Linked DNA regions of Mus musculus: all the other regions are linked to region 2. Evidence: chromatin contacts called from public ChIA-PET and HiChIP or PLAC-seq data. All regions are on one chromosome and are shown on one strand. The core of a region is the stretch at or near the end of the contact, and the rest is flanking DNA. Distances in the headings are between cores, read along the strand shown.

Region 1 (2,700 bases), core at 36-2,535, 190 kb after region 2:
CAATGGCTTGAGACAGCACCCTGGGAGTCTGGCCCTACAGCCAGTCAACAATGTGGATGTGCCTGCTCCAGATGAGTTGTAGAATCCTCGCCAAGGATGGAGCCACCCTGCCTGGTTTCCTCCCAGGCTGTCCTGGAGACCACCCACATGGACTCTATCTGCTTGGCTTAAGCTAAACCCACTGTCTCCAAGTTGTACAGGTCTTCTTCTCTGGACTGCTAAGCCCCAACAGCTGACCATGGCACGCATCAGGGCCACAGGGAGAGAGGCAGGAGAATAAATTGGAGCAGAAGATACTGACACAGCTCCCGCTTGGACTGGCTCCCGTGAACACTGGCCTCTGAAAGAAGGCCTGCCAGAACTGAGGCCTAGCGCTGCTTTGACCTGCTCTGACCTGTGTCTCCCTGGATCATCTGTCGCAATGGTAACATATCACCAGCATCAAGAGTTCCACTCCTAGCTAGTAGCTCAAGCTGAGCCCATGCCTCCCCCTCCCCCTGCTCTCCAGTCTACATCCCACCTACCATCCCACCCAGGTCCTATCCAGAGCTCTGGATCTCCTGCATTCTGCCCTTCACACATGCACACATCTTTCTGGAATACGCCTCCTTTTGCATATTCTGAGTCCCTGGTCCCTTGTGGTCAGGACCTGATTCCAATCCTAGTTGGCTAGTTTCTGACAGCTGAAGCCTTATTAAAGAGGAGAAATAAAGGCCAATTATTGGATTGCTCTGAGAATGAGCTGTGCATGACTTGATGACTTGGTGAGTCTGGGGCTGGTCACACTGGGATATTCAGCAAGGAGAGTGATCATGTACAGATGTTACCATGGCAGTGGTCACTGCTCCTGTCATTATCTCTGAACAGATGCAGTTCTCTGGAGACTTGGGAAAGGGAGGCTGAGAGCTGTACTCTCCAGACTTAGGTGTCTTCCAGTCTCTTTCTGTAGGAGGTGGCCAAAGGCCCAGGACCCTACCCCCAGAACCCTGAGGTGGCCAAGGGTAACACTCCAGCTCTTCAGGTTAGGACTCTGGGTGCTGATGCCCCCATGAAGGTTTCTCATGGGCATGTCGAACCCTCATGTTTAGAGCATCCTATGCTAACCTTCTACAAACTAGGGGCCAGGCAGCCTTCCCTTCGGGCATTCCAGATCACCTGCATCAGGGCGGAGTCTGAGGATCCTTTTCCTTATCCCACAGCCCCAAATGTCTTCTCTGAACCTTCCACCCTGAGTCAGAGATGGCATTGCTTCCCCGAAGCCAGCTGAAACTTTGAGCTCTTGGCCTCTTCTGGTTCATCTAGAGGAAGGGAAATGATGTCATGAGGTAAACCGCAAGGCTGGGTGCTCTGGTGAGCTTTGCTTTTCAGCAAAAGTCATTTTGTTGAAATACAGAAGGCACAGAGAGTCTGTGTCCTTCTGGTTAGAGGCAGGCAGGGACGGCAACTAGATTTTTAACATGAAACTCTGAGGAGGAAGGTGTTCCCAGACGTGCTAGCCGCAGAGGCCAGGCTCGGCAGACAAATGGATGGTGTGGGATCTTTGGTTTTCTGTGTGGCAAGTCACCTGCCAAGCAGGGATGCCTAGGGGATGCAGTATGTACAAGTTCCCCAGTGGACCTCTGTAGAATTCAAGATCATGTTTGCCATGGCGTAAGAGGGGTGACAAGAATGACAAACTGGACAACACACGCTGTCAATGACTCTTGCCATCTCTCCATGACCTCCTGAGATGGGACCCCACGCACCAGTGAGCAGCAGGAGGCTGGTGGCTCCCCGGTCTGGGCTTTCAACTCTCCACAAAAAGCTTATTTGGCACCAGGCTGCAGGTGACAGCTTGAGTCCTGTGTGACTGGCTCCCACTTTGAGCTCCAGTTCCCATCTGCTACCTGTCCCCCAAGAGAAGTCTGCTGCCCTTGGCAAACCTGGCCTTTTTAACCTTCAAATGCTCTGCCTCATGGGTGTATTTCTTCTTGTTAATTCTTTACTTTTATAAGATAAACAGCCTGTGGTAAAATCCTCCAATATTAGAGCATGAAGGACTATCTAGACCCCATACCCAAGTCCTGCCCCTTACTGATAGCTGGAGCCACAGAAAGAAAAGGATGTAGCCAGGACCACATAGCAAGAGAAGACAGGGCTCTTCCATTGCTGTGGGGTCTCCCTCCCCATCACCGCTACTAGCTTCTTGTCCATCTCTTTAGTCCGTGTCCTTACTTCCTGTCCTTAGTCTGTGTCCTTACTCCATCTCTTTACTCCATGTCCTTAGTTCAACTCTTTACTCCATCTCCTTATTCCATCTCCTTACTCCATCTCCTTACTCCGTTTCCTTACTCCATCACCTTACTCCGTTTCCTTACTCCATCACCTTACTCCGTTTCCTTACTCCATCTCCTTACTCCATCTCCTTACTCCATCACCTTACTCCGTTTCCTTACTCCATCACCTTACTCCATCTCCTTACTCCATCACCTTACTCCATTTCCTTACTCCATGTCCTTATTCCATCTCCTTAGCCCATGTCTCCTTACTCCATGTCCTTATTAATCTCCATACTCCACCTCCTTACTCCATTTCCTTAATCTATTGTGCTAATGATACAATGGCATAGACTGCGTATGTTATAAAGAAGATGTAAATTCAGGCTCATGCTCTGGTCTAAGACCACAGGGCCACATCTAAGGATGGCTTTGTTGCAGAAGA
Region 2 (2,700 bases), core at 19-2,518:
CATTTAAAAGTCAAAAAAATACATGAGGACTGTAGTCTGTATTCTACAGTGAACTAAAAATTTACTAAAGTACTACAATAGTAAACAATAATGCCAATATGAAGACTATGTTATATTTGAGCAGAGGAATAGGTATGCATGTGTGTGTACCTTCGTGTGTGTGGCTACACATGTGTGTGTCTGCGCTTGATAGCACTAATGAGTTCCTCTGTTTCATACTTTAAGTGCTCTTATGGTGAGTTTGAATAGTTTACACTGAGTTTAAAAGATACACAAATGCTACTTCTTAAAGCAGTTCTGCAGCTTCGATTGTTGATCTAGAAGTTGTGGAGCTTGAGGAGTCATCCATTCAGTTCTGACAGCAACCTTGAGCTGTGCCTGGCAAGTGGTGGTCAGTACTATTGATATCTGGACAGTTAGACTCTAGCAATGCTGACCTGGGCCAAGGGATCTCCTTGGCCTTAGTGGTAATAGTTAAGTGTTTTCCAAGGTGGGCCTAGGCATTTTAAATGTGACATTACAATTAATGAAACAAGAAGAAGAGACAAGAAGCTGGTGGGATGCCGTAGGGGGAGCTGGGGGATAGATGTGCTGAGTGGGTATGAGCAATATATAGTGTAAAAATGTATGGAACTTTCAAAGAGCGAAAAGTGCAATTTAAGAAGTAAAAATCAGATTGGAACTAATTTACTATCCATTTAGAATCATACTGACTGCCCTACTGTTTGAAAGAATCCCCATTCTACTGTGCTAATAGGTGATACCTTGTGAGGCTAGTGAGCATTCGGTAACTGTGACGTTTCAGTGCCTTAGTCTCTACCTAGTCCCCAACCTCTGCACCGTTGGCTGTTTGGGTTGAATCCCTAGTTTTATTTGGGAGGAAGGGTTTTCTCTTCTACTACTTGAAAGTCAGTTGCATCCTTGGCTTCTACACACTGGACATCAGTAGCAACTGCCAGGCTGGAGAATCAGCAGTATAGGACTTGCTTTGCGTGAGGACAGTAGAAAGCATGGGGCAGTGGCAGGAACACCTTCCACGGAATATCAGTCTATGATCATCAATCTTTAGGAAGCCCTCAGGGCCTATTTTTATCTAGGCTCAGGTTTCACAAACCCTACACTCAAGCTTTGCACTTTTCATGAGTAAAGGCTACCGCCCCTACACAATTCACAGCAATTCAAAATTAAAGAAAGCCTTGCACCCGCAGCACTGCCTGGTTATCATGTATCCAACTCCCCTAGCTCCAGGCCCTCAGTGCTCAGAGGTGCCTGTCTGTCTGCCCACTTCCTGCCCTCCTCTGCTCTCAAGAGGAAGCCGCAACTTACCAAGTGCTGTCATTTGAAAGTGTGTTTCTTGGTTTTAGCCGTCATCATTTTGTTACTTTTCATTACTGCTGCTGAAGGTCAAGTTTCCAAGTCAGGTCTCTGTTTTCTGTTTATTTGTTTTGTTTGTTTGGGGGTTTTCATGTTTACATTTTAAAGCTCCCTTTGATAGCATTATCAGCAACTTATTTTGAAAGATTTTGTCTTGAAGATCAATAGCCACAAAGCCCAATTTACCTTTACCCACATTCTCAGTCTTTGGGAAATAAGTGGAGAGCCTGTACTCATGGCAGCCTTTGAAACTCTCTTCTATCTTAGAGAGTTGTTGGTGCCAGAAGTGTAGCTCAGTGCTGAGAGTGCCTACCTACCCCAGAAATGGAAGCTGTTCTCATTTTGACAAGTCGTTTTTAAAACTTTATGTCATTGTCTTAGGGTTTTACTGCTGTGAACAGACACCATGACCAAGTCAAGTCTTATTAAAAAAAAAAAAAAACATCATTTAATTGGTGCTGGCTTACAGGATCAGAGGTTCAGTCCATTATCATCAAGGTGGGAGCATGGCAGCATCCAGGCAGGCAAGGCACAGGCAGAGCTGAGAGTTCTACGTCTTCATACAAAGGCTGCTAGTGGAAGACTGACTTCCAGGCAACTAGGGTCAGAGTCTTAAGCCCATGCCCACAGTGACACACCTACTCCAACAAGGTCACACCTATTCCAACAAGGCCACACCTCCAAATGGTGCCACTTCCTGGTCCAAGAATATACAAACCACCATAGTCATGTTCGCATTTAAGGTGGTTAAAATATTTAGGTTTTTTGCTTCTCCCCCTGAATTATTATTTTTAAAGGAATACAAACAAAAAGAAACATGTTAACATTTTAAACTTAGTCCCATTGGGAAGTTTTCGTGGCAGTACGTTGCATTTCTCAACATGGATACTGTGCTCACTTTGGCTTGTGGTTCTGTTATGTAGTGCAGGACCCTTCACATCACTTACCCTTGTCTGCTAAATGTCCAGTACAGTTTTAGATGTCCCATCAATGGCTCCTGTCACCTCACTTGAGGAAAATATAAGTAATCGTTTTTGTTTTGTTTTAGTTCCAGTGGGAAAGTGGCTACCTTTTTAGGTTATTTAACAAGCTTATTTCTATTTATAGAAGAGATTTCTAGGGTGATCCTAGAAACACCCTAAGCTTACTCTGGTTGGCTGGCCCGTTACTTTCAGGGTGAGATTTTTCGCCTTGGAGGGCTGTGTGTGGAACCTATAACATGAGCTTATGTTGGCAGTTCCAGATTTGCCTTTCTCCTTCCCAGTCTCCTGTCTGACATGGTCCCTCTTGAATAGGCTCCCCAGGGGTATCTGTTTACCAAGCCTG
Region 3 (2,700 bases), core at 149-2,648, 190 kb before region 2:
CCAATCCTGACAACCTGAGTTCCATTCCTGGACCCAGAGGAAGAAGAGAACTGAATCTTGTATATTGTCTTCTGATTTCCACATGTGTGATGTGCCCTGCACTCAATAAAGTAAAAAAAAAAAAAAAAAAAAAAAGTAAGAATGAAAAAAGATGTACCACTTAAAATGCCTACTTAGTAATAGTTTTTTTTAAGGTAGGAATGGCTAATATCCCCACTGCTGTCAAAACCCATTGTTAGCCCTTACTCTAGTGTTCTGGGCATGGGGTATGTGAACAAGAGTTAGAAATGTTAATGGCCTGCAAGGACCAGAGTGATAATATAAGTAAGGAAAGCAGATGGAGTATGGCAGATTCTTAGAACACACAGTCTCTGTGGAAACTCCTTCTATTGACTCAGAGAGTGGAAGTCAGCCATTTTACATCTTTTTTTTTTTTTAAATCAGTTTTAAATGTTGTCTATCTTTCCAAAATTAAGGATATTTGTTATTCAGGTAAATTGAGTCTGTGTAAAGAGTAGCCTGAGTTTTTGCACTGTGGGCTTCCATCACTGCCTGGATGGTGTACGAGGTACATGCTTGGGCTGCAGGCCAGCATCCATAGCATCTGTCTATGCTGTATTAGCCCTTCTCTGTCACCATCACAGCACTGAACCTCTTGCCTACTGTGAAAGTGATAATAGCTTTGCTTTGTTAGTGTCAGTAATTGCACTTGGCATTTTCTTTCTTAAACCTAGCCTTGTGAACAGGGTATTAAAATCTACCTATTTGTAAAAAAGAGGAATAAAAAATGTGGTTATTAAAGATCAGATGGATGGATGAGGGAGATGGCACAAGCCATACTGTGCTTTCAAGGTAAAAGGACCTGGGTTTAATCCCCAAATTTACACAGAGAAAGGCTTGGCAGGGGCAGATGCTTATAATTCCAGTGTGGGGACACAGAGACAAGAAGGTACCTGGGGCTTAGGATGAACACACACACACACACACACACACACACACACACACACACACACACAATATGATGGGTGGAATGGGTAGATAAACTCTTTTTGGAGTAGTGACTGTGTGTTTTACCATCATTAACTGGGAGGTACCACATCTCGATACTCTCTAGATTGCTTTGTATTAATTTACCAAGTGCAACGTTAAATGAGACATTCAGTCCAAGGTCATTTGTTACCCTTGCATTATTAGACCATTCTCAGGAAACCACAAAAGTACAAAATAGTGACAGGATTAGATTGCTACTTTTTTTTTTTTTCCAAAAAGAAATTACTAACTAAATTGAACAGAAATGATCCAAGTAAGTCACTGGTAGATGAAGTGGAGATAGTGCTGAGGTTACACACAGAAGGAAGCACTGTCCCATGTTTCCCCCTCCTACTCCTTTTTTCTGAGTAAACCATTATAGTTTTAAGAAATGGTTTCAGTTTAGTTCTTTTGAGGATTCCCAGTTCTCTCAGTACTACACTGCCTCTTTCCTGACTGGCCAGCTATAGATGTTATCTTTTGACTTCCTGCCCTCTTATAGGGGCATCAGCCTATTTTCACCATCCCCCTTACCTCTCTCTTCCTCTTTAATAAAACCACATCACTGCTATTGGTTCCCGAGTTCTTTACCTTGTAGCTTAAACCTTTGTTCTTTTTTCTTGTGCTGGGGATCAAATTTCAGGGCCTTACAAAGGTTAGAGACAAACTTTCCCAAGGAACAAGTCCATGACAACCCCTTCCATACCTCCCCTCCAGGGTCACTTTTAACACTGTATCATACAATTCAATGAACAGTCCCCCAGAGTTCTTGATAAGTGCATGACTCAGCTTTGTTATCAGCTAGGACGATCTCTGTGCAGTCGTGATGGATATTTCATCTATCTGGAGTCCTATGAACCACAGATAATGTCTTTTGGCTTCACACTTCACAGGATAAGATTAGCCTCTGCTTCTTTCTTTTTCTCTTGCATTTTCCTGCACTGTTTTTATGTGTCTTCTGTTTTCCCCTTTGCATTCTTAAGATTAATAATTTGTTGTCTATAATTGTTTCCAGGGCATTGTTCATAAATTACACAGTGGCTTGATAGGCCTGCTTCTGCATTAAATATCATTAGATTTTACCTTCTTTTGTGGGCCTAATAGTAACAATTCTGTACATTACTGGATGGTTTTTTAGGAAACTGGCTACTTGCTTAGGTTATTGGAAACCAGGCTCAAATAACTTCCCCAGATTTTTGTTCTTCTCTCTTCTGTATCTTGGCCCAACATTTTTTTATTACCTCCATTAAAATTAGGTATCTTTCTTAAGGTCTTTCTTCCTTTTTGTTTCCCTTTCAGATATCTTGTTCTTACTGTATGACTGCAGTATCTGTTACAGTCTTTCAAATAACAAAAATTGGAGATCTAAAATACTTCTGGGACCAATGAGATGATTCAGCAGTTAAAGGTGCTTGCTGACAAGCCTAACAACCTGAATTCAATCCCTGCAATCTACCTGGTTAGAAGGAGAGAACTGTTCTAGTTTCCTTTCGATTGCTGTGATAAAACACTGTGACCAAAGCCTTCCTGGATCAGTTAATAATCAAGACAGTCCTCTACAGGCATGCACACAGGCCAGTCTCCTTCTAGGCAATTCCTCAGCCAAGGCTCCTCTCAGATGACTCTAGGGTGCAATTAAAACTAGCCAAGAGGTTGAAGAGATGGCTCAGC

The links. ChIA-PET counts read pairs in DNA pulled down with a chosen protein or histone mark. HiChIP or PLAC-seq counts read pairs in DNA pulled down with a chosen protein or histone mark.
Region 1: a contact with region 2 is called in an RNA polymerase II ChIA-PET map of memory CD8 T cells, with 44 read pairs. The contact joins two enhancer-like sites. A contact is called at or near these places in 1 of 484 Hi-C or Micro-C datasets (nephron progenitors) and 2 of 115 datasets of contacts at active chromatin or transcription factors (effector CD8 T cells and memory CD8 T cells).
Region 3: a contact with region 2 is called in a BATF HiChIP or PLAC-seq map of CD8 T cells, with 10 read pairs. The contact joins two enhancer-like sites. A contact is called at or near these places in 1 of 15 datasets of contacts at CTCF or cohesin (the NIH/3T3 cell line), 4 of 484 Hi-C or Micro-C datasets (bone marrow-derived macrophages, group 2 innate lymphoid cells, nephron progenitors and 1 more) and 2 of 115 datasets of contacts at active chromatin or transcription factors (CD8 T cells and memory CD8 T cells).

The regions. Positions count from the first base shown.
Region 1 is chr5:32,103,001-32,105,700 of GRCm38.p6, forward strand. No RefSeq gene overlaps it. Among named protein-coding and RNA genes, the nearest start is that of Gm51292, 12 kb to the left of the region's middle. Within about 2 kb of position 1,286, at least 91 of the 459 cell types and tissues checked have an H3K27ac peak or open chromatin away from gene starts, as enhancers often do. A contact at or near this core is called in effector CD8 T cells and memory CD8 T cells, where this site is marked.
Region 2 is chr5:31,917,478-31,920,177 of GRCm38.p6, forward strand. The region is part of intron 7 of Babam2 (BRISC and BRCA1 A complex member 2); the gene reads left to right. Among named protein-coding and RNA genes, the nearest start is that of Gm52770, 80 kb to the right of the region's middle. Within about 2 kb of position 1,269, at least 50 of the 459 cell types and tissues checked have an H3K27ac peak or open chromatin away from gene starts, as enhancers often do. A contact at or near this core is called in CD8 T cells, effector CD8 T cells, group 2 innate lymphoid cells and 1 more, where this site is marked.
Region 3 is chr5:31,731,338-31,734,037 of GRCm38.p6, forward strand. The region is part of intron 3 of Babam2 (BRISC and BRCA1 A complex member 2); the gene reads left to right. Among named protein-coding and RNA genes, the nearest start is that of Babam2, 35 kb to the left of the region's middle. Within about 2 kb of position 1,399, at least 35 of the 459 cell types and tissues checked have an H3K27ac peak or open chromatin away from gene starts, as enhancers often do. A contact at or near this core is called in CD8 T cells and group 2 innate lymphoid cells, where this site is marked.